Linked DNA regions of Mus musculus: region 1 is linked to region 2. A link is a contact called in public HiChIP or PLAC-seq data. All regions are on one chromosome and are shown on one strand. The core of a region is the stretch at or near the end of the contact, and the rest is flanking DNA. Distances in the headings are between cores, read along the strand shown.

Region 1 (6,310 bases), core at 1,350-3,849, 100 kb after region 2:
TAAACAAAACAAAAAAAAATAAAGCAATCAAAGGTGATTAGGCACAGAATGTTTCTCTGAACAAGGCACGAAACAGCAGCAAAAGTGCCCGTGCTTCCTCTTAATGGTCTCTCTAGCATTTTAAAAAATTGCCTTAGTAATACCAGCAAATATTTTAAGACTTTTACAGTAAAAGTGAAGGGGTCAGTAACTCATTCTCCACTCTGGTGTTTACAAAAATCACCACATTGTACAACATTACGCTATTACCGTAAATCCTGTCGAGGTGGGAGTTAGTAGATTAAGCCAGCCATCGGACTTCTTGTGGGCTCATGCTTACAGAGCCCAGCCACTGACTTCAAATTTGGGGTCCTTCTTTCTTATTCTACAACCTGAAAGAGTAAGAAGTGGGCTCGCTGAATCATGAGGTCTGATTGCACAATACATTTCTGAGATGTCATGAAAGAGAAACATCCTGGGAATGAGAAGACCCCACCTCGAGTGGACAGTAAGATGGGAGATGTTGAGCAGGTCCGACTCCCTCCCCACACTTCAGTCCTGTGAGATGAGGATGCAGCTCATTGGTGAGGCACACACTGGTGTGCATGAGAGCTCGACTCGGTTAACACTGAAAAACAACTACACCCAAACAGGCAAAAGGCCTGTGGTGGGTGGGACAAGGGCACATAAAATAATGCACACCAGTGTTCTGTGCCACTAAAGATCTTGGTACTGGGGGTGGGGGAAGGGGTGTGGACTGGTGAGATGGCTCAGTGGTTAAGAGTGCTTGCTGCTCTTGCAGAGGACCTGAGTTCAGTTGTCATCACCCACACCAGGTGGCTCACAATTATCTGTACAACTCCAGCTTCCAGGGATCCAGTGCCCTCTTCTGGCTCTTTGGCCACCAGCATGCAGACATCACATTTACAAAACAGGCAAAGTAATTTTTTTTTAATGGCATTTTCAGTAGATACTTGGAGTGACCAATGATCATGTTCTCCCTCCCCCACCCTTCTTTGGGAGTTAGGTACCTGCATATTTCTCTAAACAATGGACTCGGGGGCTATATCTAAAGGAATTATGAAAATGGTAATTTAAAGACTACAGTTTGGAAGGGTGACAAAATTCTGCATATGGGAAGGAGTGACGTTTACACAACAGTAGGTATGTTCTGAATGCTACTGAATTGTACACATAGAATCATTAAATTAGTAATTTGTGTGTGTGTGTACAATAAAAGGAAAACAAAATCCCTAAGATCTAACACATGCAAGGAGCTTACTCAGTAGATCTGGGTGTTAGACTCACACAAGTTCAGAGGAGCCCTGTCTTGTTGATGTGTCTGTGTGGAGTAGAACACAGCAGACACTAAGTAATCCTGCCTCATCATAGAACAGAAGGTCCCATCCAGGTCACAAGGGCAGGGAATCTGCCCTTGTCAGAAGTTAGATGCCAAAGATTTAAAAGCTCTGGCCAGGCAATGTTACCTCCCATCTCTCTAGTGTAGACCTGGGTGGCCATCTCCAAAGCAGACTGGAGCCTCTCAGGGGCCAAAGTTGTGAGAGAGAAGAAACTGGGAGTGAGTGGAGACTGCCAGTCTGGGGAAAGTCAGACCAGGGAGGGACCTGAGATGGCGTCTTTCTAGGTCCTCTATGCTTGCTGATCATAACTTACCAATCACCCTTCCCCAGTGACCCCAGTGAGCTTTGAGCTTTGGAATTTGTTACCAAATGAGCTCTAAATTTTTGTGTGTGTGTGTGCAAACAGTACTTTTTAAGAGCAAAATGGAGCTGCAGTGGGTTCAAAAAAAAAATCTAGGGCACTGCTCTTTGTAATAACGAAACACTGAAGAGAACTGAGTCACCAAGTACCTAGGGAGTAATAAATTGCACTATGTCCACTCAATGGAATTTTAGGTAGTCATGAAAACACACAAACATTAGAAAGTGTTCTTAGGCAATTACAATAGTCATAAAAACTCAATACATATGCTTGAAGACTGAGAAAAGAACAAAAATGTCTGGGTGGGGCCGACGAGAAAGCTGAGGAGCTAAGGGTGTTTGTGGCCAAGCCAGACCTGCTGAGTTCAATCTCCAGGACCCGAGTGGTAGAAGGAGTCAACTCCTCTAAGTTGTCCTCTGATCTCTCTACATGTGTCCTGTGGTGCGTGTGCAAGCATACACAAACCTGATAAATATTTTGTATTAGAACAATTTCATGATGAAACCCATTATTTTGCATGCTAACTTAAATAATTAGTAAAAGAAAGGAAGAAAAAGAGGGAGAAAGAGAGAGAGATTGAAAGAGAGGCTATGAGATAGATGGATCTCTGTGAGTTCAAGGCCAGCCTCATCTATATGGCAAATTCCAGGCCAGTCTCTACAAAGTGAGACCTGTCTGTAAACAAACAAACAAACAAATAAATAAAACAGATAGATAGATAGATAGATAGATAGATAGATAGATAGATAGATAGATAGATAGATAGATGAAAAAGAAACAAACTATGCTGGGCTGGAGAGATGACAGGAAGGGGTGGGCTTACAGCACTGGCTGCTCTTCCAAAGGAAGTGGGTTTGAACCCCATCACCCCTGAGATGGCTTCTAAGTTTTTGTTAAGTCCAGGCTCAGGGGTTTTGACACCCTCTTCTGGCTTACTGAGGCACTGCATGCATGTGTTGCACAGATCTATATGCAGGCAAAACACCTGTACACACAAGAATAAATGAACAAAACTTATAAAAAGAACGAGAAGCTGGGGTGAGCTATCTCAGTAGGTAGCTCCCGTTGGCAAGCCTGACAACTTGAATTTGGTCCTGGGGACCCACAGGGTGAGAGGACAGAATGGACCTTGCAAACTGTCCTCTGGCTTCCACGTGTGTGCCACACTGCGTGCACACACACACACACACACACAATAAACAAACAAACAAACAAACAAACAAATAAATAAATAAAATGTAATTAAAACTGGAAAAAAACTATTTATCCACCAAAAGCAAGATCATCAGGAAGGAGGCAGCTGCATGTGTGTGCCTGACTATGAGTTCCATATTGTTCAAAACTTTCCACTAATTTTGTTTACAGAAAAACTTGGAGACTCAAAATCCTTTCCCTAAAATACTTGATAGAATAATTGCATCTCAGAACTGGAAATATTTCTAGAGATCGTTCAATGTAATTTTTCACTTTTTCAGTCAGAGTATAAAGTGGCCTTCCACACCGGGGGAAACATGGGAGACCCAAAAGACCACACTCTCTTTGACTGGCTAATCACTGCATTCTCTCTTACATCATTTCCCTGGTACTTCTCTTGACTTTTAGTTCTTGCAGTTGAGTTAAGTCTGTCCCTGCCTCTGTTTCCTTTCTCCCTTCCTCCCTGCCTCCCTGTCTTAGTTAGGGTTTTACTGCTGTGAACAGACACCATGACCAAGGCAACTCTTATAAGGACAACATTTAACTGGGGCTGGCTTACCGGTTCAGAGGTTCAGTCCATTATCATCAAGGTGCAAGTATGGCAGCATCCAGGCAGGCATGGTGCTGGAGTAGCCAAGAGTTCTACATCTTCATCTGAAGGCCACTAGAAGACTGGCTTCTAGTGAGCTAGGATGAGGGTGTTAAAGCCCCCACCCACAATGACACACTTCCTCCAACAAGGCCACACGTCCTAATAGTGCCACTCCCTGAACCAAGCATATTCAAACCGTCACACTCCCTCTCTCCCTCCCTCCTTCTCTCCTACATCAGGAGAAGGTCTACTTCTTTCCTGGCTGACTGGCTGCATGCACAGCCTATGCAACTGGGCCCAAGCTTGAGTAATAGCTCTTTCATAGCTATTTTGAAATATCCAATTTTTTTTTTAGTAGTTTAACCATCTAGGGTTGGTTCTCCCTAATTTAGTCATCATTTACCATAGCCTCTGGATATGATGGAGACAATGTGGATAACAGAGGTCCCTCAACACTCTTGTTTTATTATTATTACTTTTTGAGACAAGATCTCACCGTGTATTCTTGGCTACTTGATATGTTGACCCCAGCTGGACTTGAGCTCTCAGAGATCCCCCTGCCTCTGCCTTAAGGGTGCTGGGATTAAAGCTGTGCACCACAGTTCCTGGTTTGTTCTATCATTTTAAATATAATTGTTATCAATCCTTTGATGATTTCACAAATGCACACAATGCATTTTGATTACATGCACTGCCCGGATACTGTTCCCCCTAACTCCTCCTAGATCCGTCCATTCTCATTCCCTACCCTTCCCAAACTTTCTGACTTCTTCGTATTTCTACAGCCCACTGTCCCCAGTCTGTGCTTCCTATATTGTTATGTTGTGTGGGACCATCCACTGAAGTGTAGTGGGCCTACCATGGACCACACCCTTAAAGAAAACTGTCACACACACACACACACCCTTGGAAGCCATCAACTGCCAAGACATCAGCTGGGGTAGGGGTTCATGAGTCCCTCCCCCTCCCTGCTGGAGTGCTGACTGCCTTGTCCCTGTGCATGTCTTGTGTAGGCAACTCCAGCTGCTGTGAGGTCATGGGTGGGGTGGTCCTGCAATGTCAAGAAGAAATTGTTTCTCTCCAGTCCTCCCTGACCTCTGAGTCTTAGAATTTTCCACCCCTCTTCCATGATGGTCCTTGATCCTTGGACTAGGGAATATGATACAGATGTCCCATTTGCACTGCCCTTATTTTAGTTTGCTTTTAATTATGTGTCTGGGTATAGGCATAGGCACAGGCATGGGCATGGGTGTGGGTATGTGGATGAGAAGCACCTATAGAGGTCAGAGCCATCAGATCCCCCTGAAGTTGTTGTTATAGAGGCATTAGATCCCCCTGGGGCTGGAGTTATAGGTTGTACACCACCCAACATAGAGGCAGGGAACAGAACTGGGGTCTTCTGTAGTATGCAGTACGCAGTCTTAATTGCTGAATTAAACTTATGAGTATGCATCTCTCCAGTTCAATGTTCTAAGTTTTTAAAATACTCCAGACTGAGTGGATGCTGTTTGTTCTTGGTGCTAAAATATATCAGAGAACTTTGAAGTTCTGGTCTTACACCCAGGGTCTATACCATATCTTATAATTCCTCCAAAATTACTGGGCCTATTCACTATTTGGGAGGTTAGAGGCTACTTTCTAATTCTGACCTTAATAGCTTCTCTTCTCTTCTCTTCTCTTCTCTTCTCTTCTCTTCTCTTCTCTTCTCTTCTCTTCTCTTCTCTTCTCTTCTCTCCTCTCCTCTCCTCTCCTCTCCTCTCCTCTCCTCTCCTCTCCTCTCCTCTCCTCTCCTCTCCTCTCCTCTCCTCTCCTCTCCTCTCCTCTCCTCTCCTCTCCTCTCCTCTCCTCTCCTCTCCTCTCTTCCCTTCCCTTCCCTTCCCTTCCCTTCCCTTCCCTTCCCTTCCCTTCCCTTCCCTTCCCTTCCCTTCCCTTCTCGCTTCACTTTTTTCTCTTCTCTTCTCCCCCTTCCCCTCTCTCTCTCCTTCCTTTCTTCATTTTTTGTAGCCTACCTGACCTTCACTTTGCAATCCTTCTTTTACTTTTCAGGTGCTAGGATTATAGACATCAACCTACTTTCCCAACCACTTTTGCTCCAGGATGGTAGGGGGAAATGATCTTTTTGGACACTGATTCAGCTTCTCCAACAAGGGTATTTCCTTCTTAGGTTTATGGTAGTATGTCTCCTCTCCTCTCCTTTCCTTTTTCCTTCTTTTCCTCCCCTCCCTCCCCTCCCATTCTCTTTTCCCCTCTCTTCCTCCTCTTTTTTCCTTCTTCCTCCCTTTTCCTCCTCCTCCTCTCCTTCCTCCTCTTCCTCCTCTTCCTCCTCCTCTTCTTCCTCTTCCTCTCCTTCCTCCTCTTCCTCCTCCTCCTCCTCCTCCTCCTCCTCCTCCTCCTCCTCCTCCTCCTCCTCCTCCATCTCTTTCTTTCCCTCTGGGCTTAGCCTCTGTACTAGATTCCAGTTGCTGCTTCAAATTCTCAAAACCTAAACAGCAAACAGGGGGATTCTCCAATGTTTACTATTCAACTGGGATAGTACTGTGATGGAACACATGCCTGCAGTAAGTTGTGTACTTGATCAAAGAGACTGAGGCCAGAGAACACTGCTTGAAGCAAAGGAGGTTTCCACCAACGTCTTTACCTCAGTTAGCCTTGGCTATAAACATCAACCACAAGGGTACCTCCAGTCCCCTTGGGTTCAAGTTGAACAGCCAATTGATGGGCAGATGTCCTTGCAGGATTATTTTCTGTGGTAGCCTTTGGGCAAGGCTGTGGTCCTGGCAGTTTGTTATCAGGCACTCAGGTAAGCCTGGCTTCCTTTTCTGT
Region 2 (5,886 bases), core at 139-2,638:
CCACTTAGCAGTTGTTGGTGTGATTTTTTTGAGGCAGTTTTTTCACCTGTCTCTTCAGTGAAAACTGAAAATAGCAGCACATCTCTACCTTATTTGTAGAGCTGAGAGTCAATGAGTCAAGATCCCCGGTTAAAGTGAGAGTAAACGCCAGTCCAGTATCAGTCCCTGAAATCCCACTACAATGAAGCACCTACTCAAAGTATTTATGTAAAATAAAGTAAGGCTTTTTAAATTATTATTTAAGGATCAAATCTACAAATTGGTGACAGGAGAAGACAGGAGAAACTTCAGCTAGCATTTGGGGACAAGAAAGTGGATGTGTGGGAAAAGGACTTAGCCCATGAGCACAGAAGTCCAGACTCATACTGGCAGAACAGAGGACCAAGCCAACGGAGCGAGCATCAAGGTGTCAGCGTGCATTCCTGGAGTGCACTCACCAGAACACAGTAGCAAGTAGAGAAGAGGCTGAGAAAAAACCTCTGAGGAGAAGAATCCTGTTTCCAGCCTTCTGCCCTCACAAAGGTTTAGCGCAGCACTATCCTGTACACTTCTCCATGATAACAAACTGTTCTGCACCTGTCCTGTCTAACAGCTGGCCACTGAGCACTGAAAGTGGGGCTACTGGCCCAAAGAACTGACTTAGTGAATATCAATCACCTCAAAATGATATGAGGGTTAAGGGTGTCACTCAATGATGAAGCACATATTCAGCATGAACAAAGCCTTGAGTCTAACCATTAGTACCAAAACAAACAAAGCCAAATGGTTGCTATGTGGCTAGTAGCTGTGACTAAAGAATAATGAGTCTACAGGCATATTTTCTGGGAAGGATATGGAGACTAGAGATGCCAAGCAAGCCAGAGGGACCCCCTAGCACATCAAACATCTGTACATAAACTCTGGGTGCTGCAAACTACACCCTCATTACAGTCTCAAAGATGTGGCAGCCACTCCCCAACTCTAGAAACAGGAGTAATGGCACCATCTCACCAGAAGAGACCTCAGAACACTAACAGCTAATAGTTCAATCCAGTCTCACCAATGAAGTTCAAAGTTCAGAAGCCACAGCCACAAGCTCAACACCCACCCCTAGCAAACAGCTAAAGTAAACAGCTGCCTACAGAAAGCAGCCAATGCAGACAGAGAAAGGCAACTCACAGTATAAAAGGGGGGGGGGGGGTGCTCCACAGAGAATGTGAAACTGTTCAAATAGATAAAAAGAAAAATTGCCAAGAAGGGAAGAGTAGTTTCTTAAGTGGCATTTCAGAAAACAAAACAACCACTTAAAAAAAAAAAAACGGAAATGAAAAAGGCAGACTGAAAGGGGCCTTTCGGAACTTTCTAAATTGATGTAATGTTCTGTTGTGTACACAACTCTCAAAACAGCACAGTCACTTGGGTTTGTACACTCTGGTGCACACAGATCATACCTTAATTTTTACAAGCTTAGCTGAAAAGTCTGGTCAAGGTTTAGCCTTAATTGTTTGTGTCTGAAAAGAGACAAGAAAGGAATAAAAAGAGGACTAGTCCAGATGGTGACAACTCTTAGTTCCTAAAAGAAAGACAAGAGATGGCAGAAGGATGAAAATCATCAGCAAAGACTAGCAAGAATCATTTCCCAGAACACAAGTCCAAAAGTAGCCAGCAGGAAAGGGCTGATATAAGAGAGGAAGACAGCCCTGCTCCGGGCTTTCCTGAGATTCACAGAACACTAGGAACAAGTCTGTAATCTCCTGATGAAGAATGGAGCATACCATACGCTGACGATCAAGACGTTAAAATACTTAAGAGGCCTTAAAACAACTGCACTGCAGAGAAAACAAGGACACCACCATCCAGGGTCCTCAAAATTCTCAAGGTAAAATTTCCCAACCTAAAAGCTCATACGCAGCCAAATCACCAATTTCGGATAAAAAGGCAGAGTCAATCAGTATTTATGAAATATCTCAAAAAAATTTCCAAGAAACTAATAAGCAATCAGAGTCCACACAAGAAATAACCAAGCAAGACAGGCTCCAGGAATTGCTGGGTTAGAGTAGAGAGCTCAGGATGGGAGCTGTGGTAGCCATCTGCCATAACCGTTAGTCCATATTAAGACTGTGGTGTTCAAGAGAGAGAGAGAGATGAAGATGGGGGTCTGTGTTAGTCACAGCCCACCATAACCAGTCCACACTTCAGACAGTGGTGTTCAAGAGAGAGATGAAGCCAAGCACGGTGGTACACATGCATTCCCAGCACTTAGGAGGCTGAGGCAGAGGACCAAGAATTCACTGCCAGCCTGGGCTAAACAAGACCCTGTGAAAGAATGGGGTAAGGAGAATGTTTTCTTGAAAGCTGTCATCAACAAGATCCCTACAGACATGTGTCAGGGGCCCAAAGGTCTGGGTGGCTCTGAGCTACATTCGTAACTAAACAAGACTTTTCTTTATAACAGCTTAGAGAGTCAGGACTCTAGTTTTCTCTCCGTGTCTACTCTCTGACTCTATGAAGAGCATCTTACTAAAGTATTCTGCTTTACTTATGGTGGAGAGTTGGACAAAAGCTAAGAAGAGCTGCCCCTCCCCTTGACACCTTCTCCCATTCCAAACAGCTGTTTCAGTCCTCCAGGCCCTCAAACTCTGAGAAGCCCTGCTCACATAGCTACCTCATTAGAAGGTTTCTACATCCAATCTAATCAGATGCAGGGGTACTGACTTTCATCGGGGGCATGAAGCTGTTCTAGGAGCCTCTGTCTAGCAAGGGCACACAGCCCATTCCTTACATATACTGGGGCTTGCACTTACTTAAGAAAAGAAATGACTAATGAAAAGGGTAGGTATGGCTGCTATCCTGGAGAAAATGTGATAGAGTGGGATACCTGGTGACTTCCTAAGATACCAGCAATATCCTTTTTCTAAATCTGACTGGTGGACATGTGGGTATTTTTCTTTAATTGTAGAGTTATACTTCAAGTAATCTTCTGTATGTTGACATGGTTTTCAAATTTTAAAAACCCCCTCCCAACTGAAGACAGTAGCACAGCTTGTAATTCTAGCACTGGGAAGGTTGAGGTGGGAGGACTATGAATCCAAGGCCAGTTTGGGCTACATGGTGAGGGCCTGTCTCAAAGAAAATAGCATAAAAACAAAGACATTAACAAGATGCTATATTTAAAGCTCTGACCCAATGGGACTGGTAAGTAGACATACATCAACACCAATTACCTTGTCCTCTCCAGCTACAAAATACTGTGTGTTCCTTTAAAGGTGGTTTCAAATAGTAGCAACCTTCTAAATTCTGACAGAGCAAGAATTCCCTTTGCCAGTTTGTCCTCTTTCACAGTCAGTGTGTGCTTCCTGTAACAAACTGAGGACAGAAAAACAGAAACAAAAACAAAACAAAACAAACAAACAAACAAAAAAAAAACCATTACTTTTCCTAATGATGTTCCTCTTCCAGACTTCAAATGACTCCTAAGAAAATGGGGACAGGATCTGACATATTATACTGTCTCAGAAGAGTTCTTAATGGGATGTTCTTCCAGAGATGGGGGGAGGAGCACTGGGGAAAAAAAAGGTGCTAAAAAAAGGACGTCCATGATTAACAGAAAAGTTGCACCATGAGATCAGGAAGTGTATCTCTATGGAACCTGCAGTCTTCCACCTCCAGCCACCATGAAATGCTTCACCGGTGTCCAAACCTCCACCTATGTCCTCATCAACCTCCAATAGGGTGGCTACCAGCAACAGCATCCAAATGAAGAACAATGACAATATCTTTAAAATAAGTGAAAAGAGTCTCAATCCTATGTGTTGGAGAGGCTGGAGACACTGAACAGTTTGCAGATGATATCCTGGAAAATGTGCAGTTTTAGGAGATGCAGAATGGATACAAATTGCCCACTGTAACAGCAGATGAATCATATGTTGAAACCTGGCTGGCTGCCTTTGGAGCTGGACTTTATAATCCTGTGAATCTTCTCCCAGCTAGCTATGATGAGCACAAAAGGCCAGCGCTTTACTCCATGGATTCCATGATAAGCCTTGGCCAAGGCTCCCTTTAAAACCAATACTACACACTAATCATCTCACGTGAGAGGACAGTTGAGCCTCTGAGCATGTGGCTGGAGGAGCTCCAGAAGTGCCTCATCTTTGTCACTGACAAAATGGCATCCACAGCATGGAGAACATTCTCTTCTCTCAGCACAGTCCCTTCCACCCATTTGCCAGGGAACTATTTTTTTAAGGGCTCTTTTCATTTTTTTTCTAAGTTCTTGGTGAGTATTCTTCATAGTTAATTAAAAATAAAGCTGGATATAAACTGAAAGAAAAAAAGTAGCTAGCTCCATATGGAGAATTCATTGTGATGTTTCCTGACTGAGCCAAGCAAAACCCTTCAATAAAAGAGGTATGCTATCAAGGATAATCCTTGAGAAGCATTTCCAAGTTTGAAATGGACTGAGGCAGGTTATGGGTAAGTGTAATGTAAGTGTAACAGTGATTGAGGGGGAAGGCTGAGGCGGCTTCTTGTCCAGCACTGGATCTTGGTGAGCCCGTCCCCTGGGCAAGGTGGATGTGCCCAAGGAGTTCTGACTTTGTCTGTGCCTGTTGACTCTGGCTCTGGGTAGGTCAGACAAGCCTCCTGATCCTCAGTTTTCCCCACTGGAAAACTAGTGGACAGAATAAACAACAATGACATTCCCTGAAGGTCAGAAGTGCATGAGGCCGAATCCTTATTTCTGAGGAACTGCCAGAGCAGCACACAGACCTGTCTCTCTCTTAACTTCCTGCTGGTAAGAAAATTAAGAGACATGATTTCAAATTAGGCACAGTTTTAGTTGTAAAAGCCTTTTATTAATGTTATGTTTTAAAACAGTTAAGCATGTCCAGTAACCTTTAACCTGAATACTTCCAAAGTGGGGGGGGGGGCAAGCTGAACCTATGCCCACTTCTATTATGGGTCCAATTTTTTAAAGTAAATCATAAATGTATATGACTCACACATCTGAATACAATGAGGCGCTCCTTTATCATTTCATCTTCTGCTGCCAGGAAGCCCACCTCATAGACTGCCAAAGCTCTTAATAAGTATAGCTTGTTCTGGCTATACTCCAAGAAATCAGCCCAGGACTCAGCAGTAAGGAAAGCTGCCTTCGAACTATAAGGCCTCAAGTTAAAAATGTACCTCCCAACAATAACTAACCAGTACCCCCAGAGCTCCCTAGAACTAAACCACCAATCAAAGAAAACACATGGTGGGACTCATGTCTCTAGCTGCATATGTAGCAGAGGATGGCCTAGTCAGCCATCAATGGGAGGAGAGGCCCTTGGTCCTGTGAAGGCTCTATGCCCCAGTACAGGGGAATGCCAGGGCCAGGAAGTGGGAGTGGGTGGGTTGGGGAGCAGGGGAGGGCATAGGGGATTTTCAGGGAGGAAACTAGGAAAGGGGATAACATTTGAAATGTAAATAAAGAAAATATCTAATAAAAAAAAAATCTAAAAAAAAAAAAAAAACCCAAAATGTGCCTCCCTCACATCTCCATAAGCAGGTGGCTTAGATTCCAGACACCTGAAAATACATTCGCTAGCCTTCCAGCTTGTGTGACTCTGACATCTGTGCAGTACCTACACATCGATTAACTAAATTGATTCCCATCAACCTGTTACAGTGCTTAGGAAGATGCTACTGTACTGACGTCATCCGGGGAGACTCAAGGTTAAGCAGCAGGTAAATGGTGAGACCTGTCCACTTCTGACCAAACTGGTTTGTGATCTGAAAATAAGTTATGGCTTGGGGGCAGAGTGGTTAAAACCTAACTAACCTTTTGGAATTCTTTTGTTATTTTACTAAGTTAAGGAGTTCAATTTTTCAAAAGCACATTGACTTCTCTGTCCCTTTCTTATCTCC

What was found. HiChIP or PLAC-seq counts read pairs in DNA pulled down with a chosen protein or histone mark.
Region 1: a contact with region 2 is called in a CTCF HiChIP or PLAC-seq map of CD8 T cells, with 9 read pairs. The contact joins two enhancer-like sites. A contact is called at or near these places in 3 of 15 datasets of contacts at CTCF or cohesin (CD8 T cells, large pre-B cells and pro-B cells), 9 of 484 Hi-C or Micro-C datasets (CD4 T cells, CD8 central memory T cells, Sertoli cells and 6 more) and 5 of 115 datasets of contacts at active chromatin or transcription factors (CD8 T cells, effector CD8 T cells, embryonic fibroblasts and 2 more).

Annotation. Positions count from the first base shown.
Region 1 is chr4:101,318,177-101,324,486 of GRCm38.p6, forward strand. No RefSeq gene overlaps it. Among named protein-coding and RNA genes, the nearest start is that of Gm12796, 26 kb to the left of the region's middle. Within about 2 kb of position 2,600, at least 30 of the 459 cell types and tissues checked have an H3K27ac peak or open chromatin away from gene starts, as enhancers often do. A contact at or near this core is called in CD8 T cells and CD8 central memory T cells, where this site is marked.
Region 2 is chr4:101,216,098-101,221,983 of GRCm38.p6, forward strand. All of the region lies in intron 1 of Jak1 (Janus kinase 1), which reads right to left. It also overlaps the pseudogene Gm19063. Among named protein-coding and RNA genes, the nearest start is that of Gm24468, 32 kb to the left of the region's middle. Within about 2 kb of position 1,389, at least 52 of the 459 cell types and tissues checked have an H3K27ac peak or open chromatin away from gene starts, as enhancers often do. A contact at or near this core is called in CD8 T cells and CD8 central memory T cells, where this site is marked.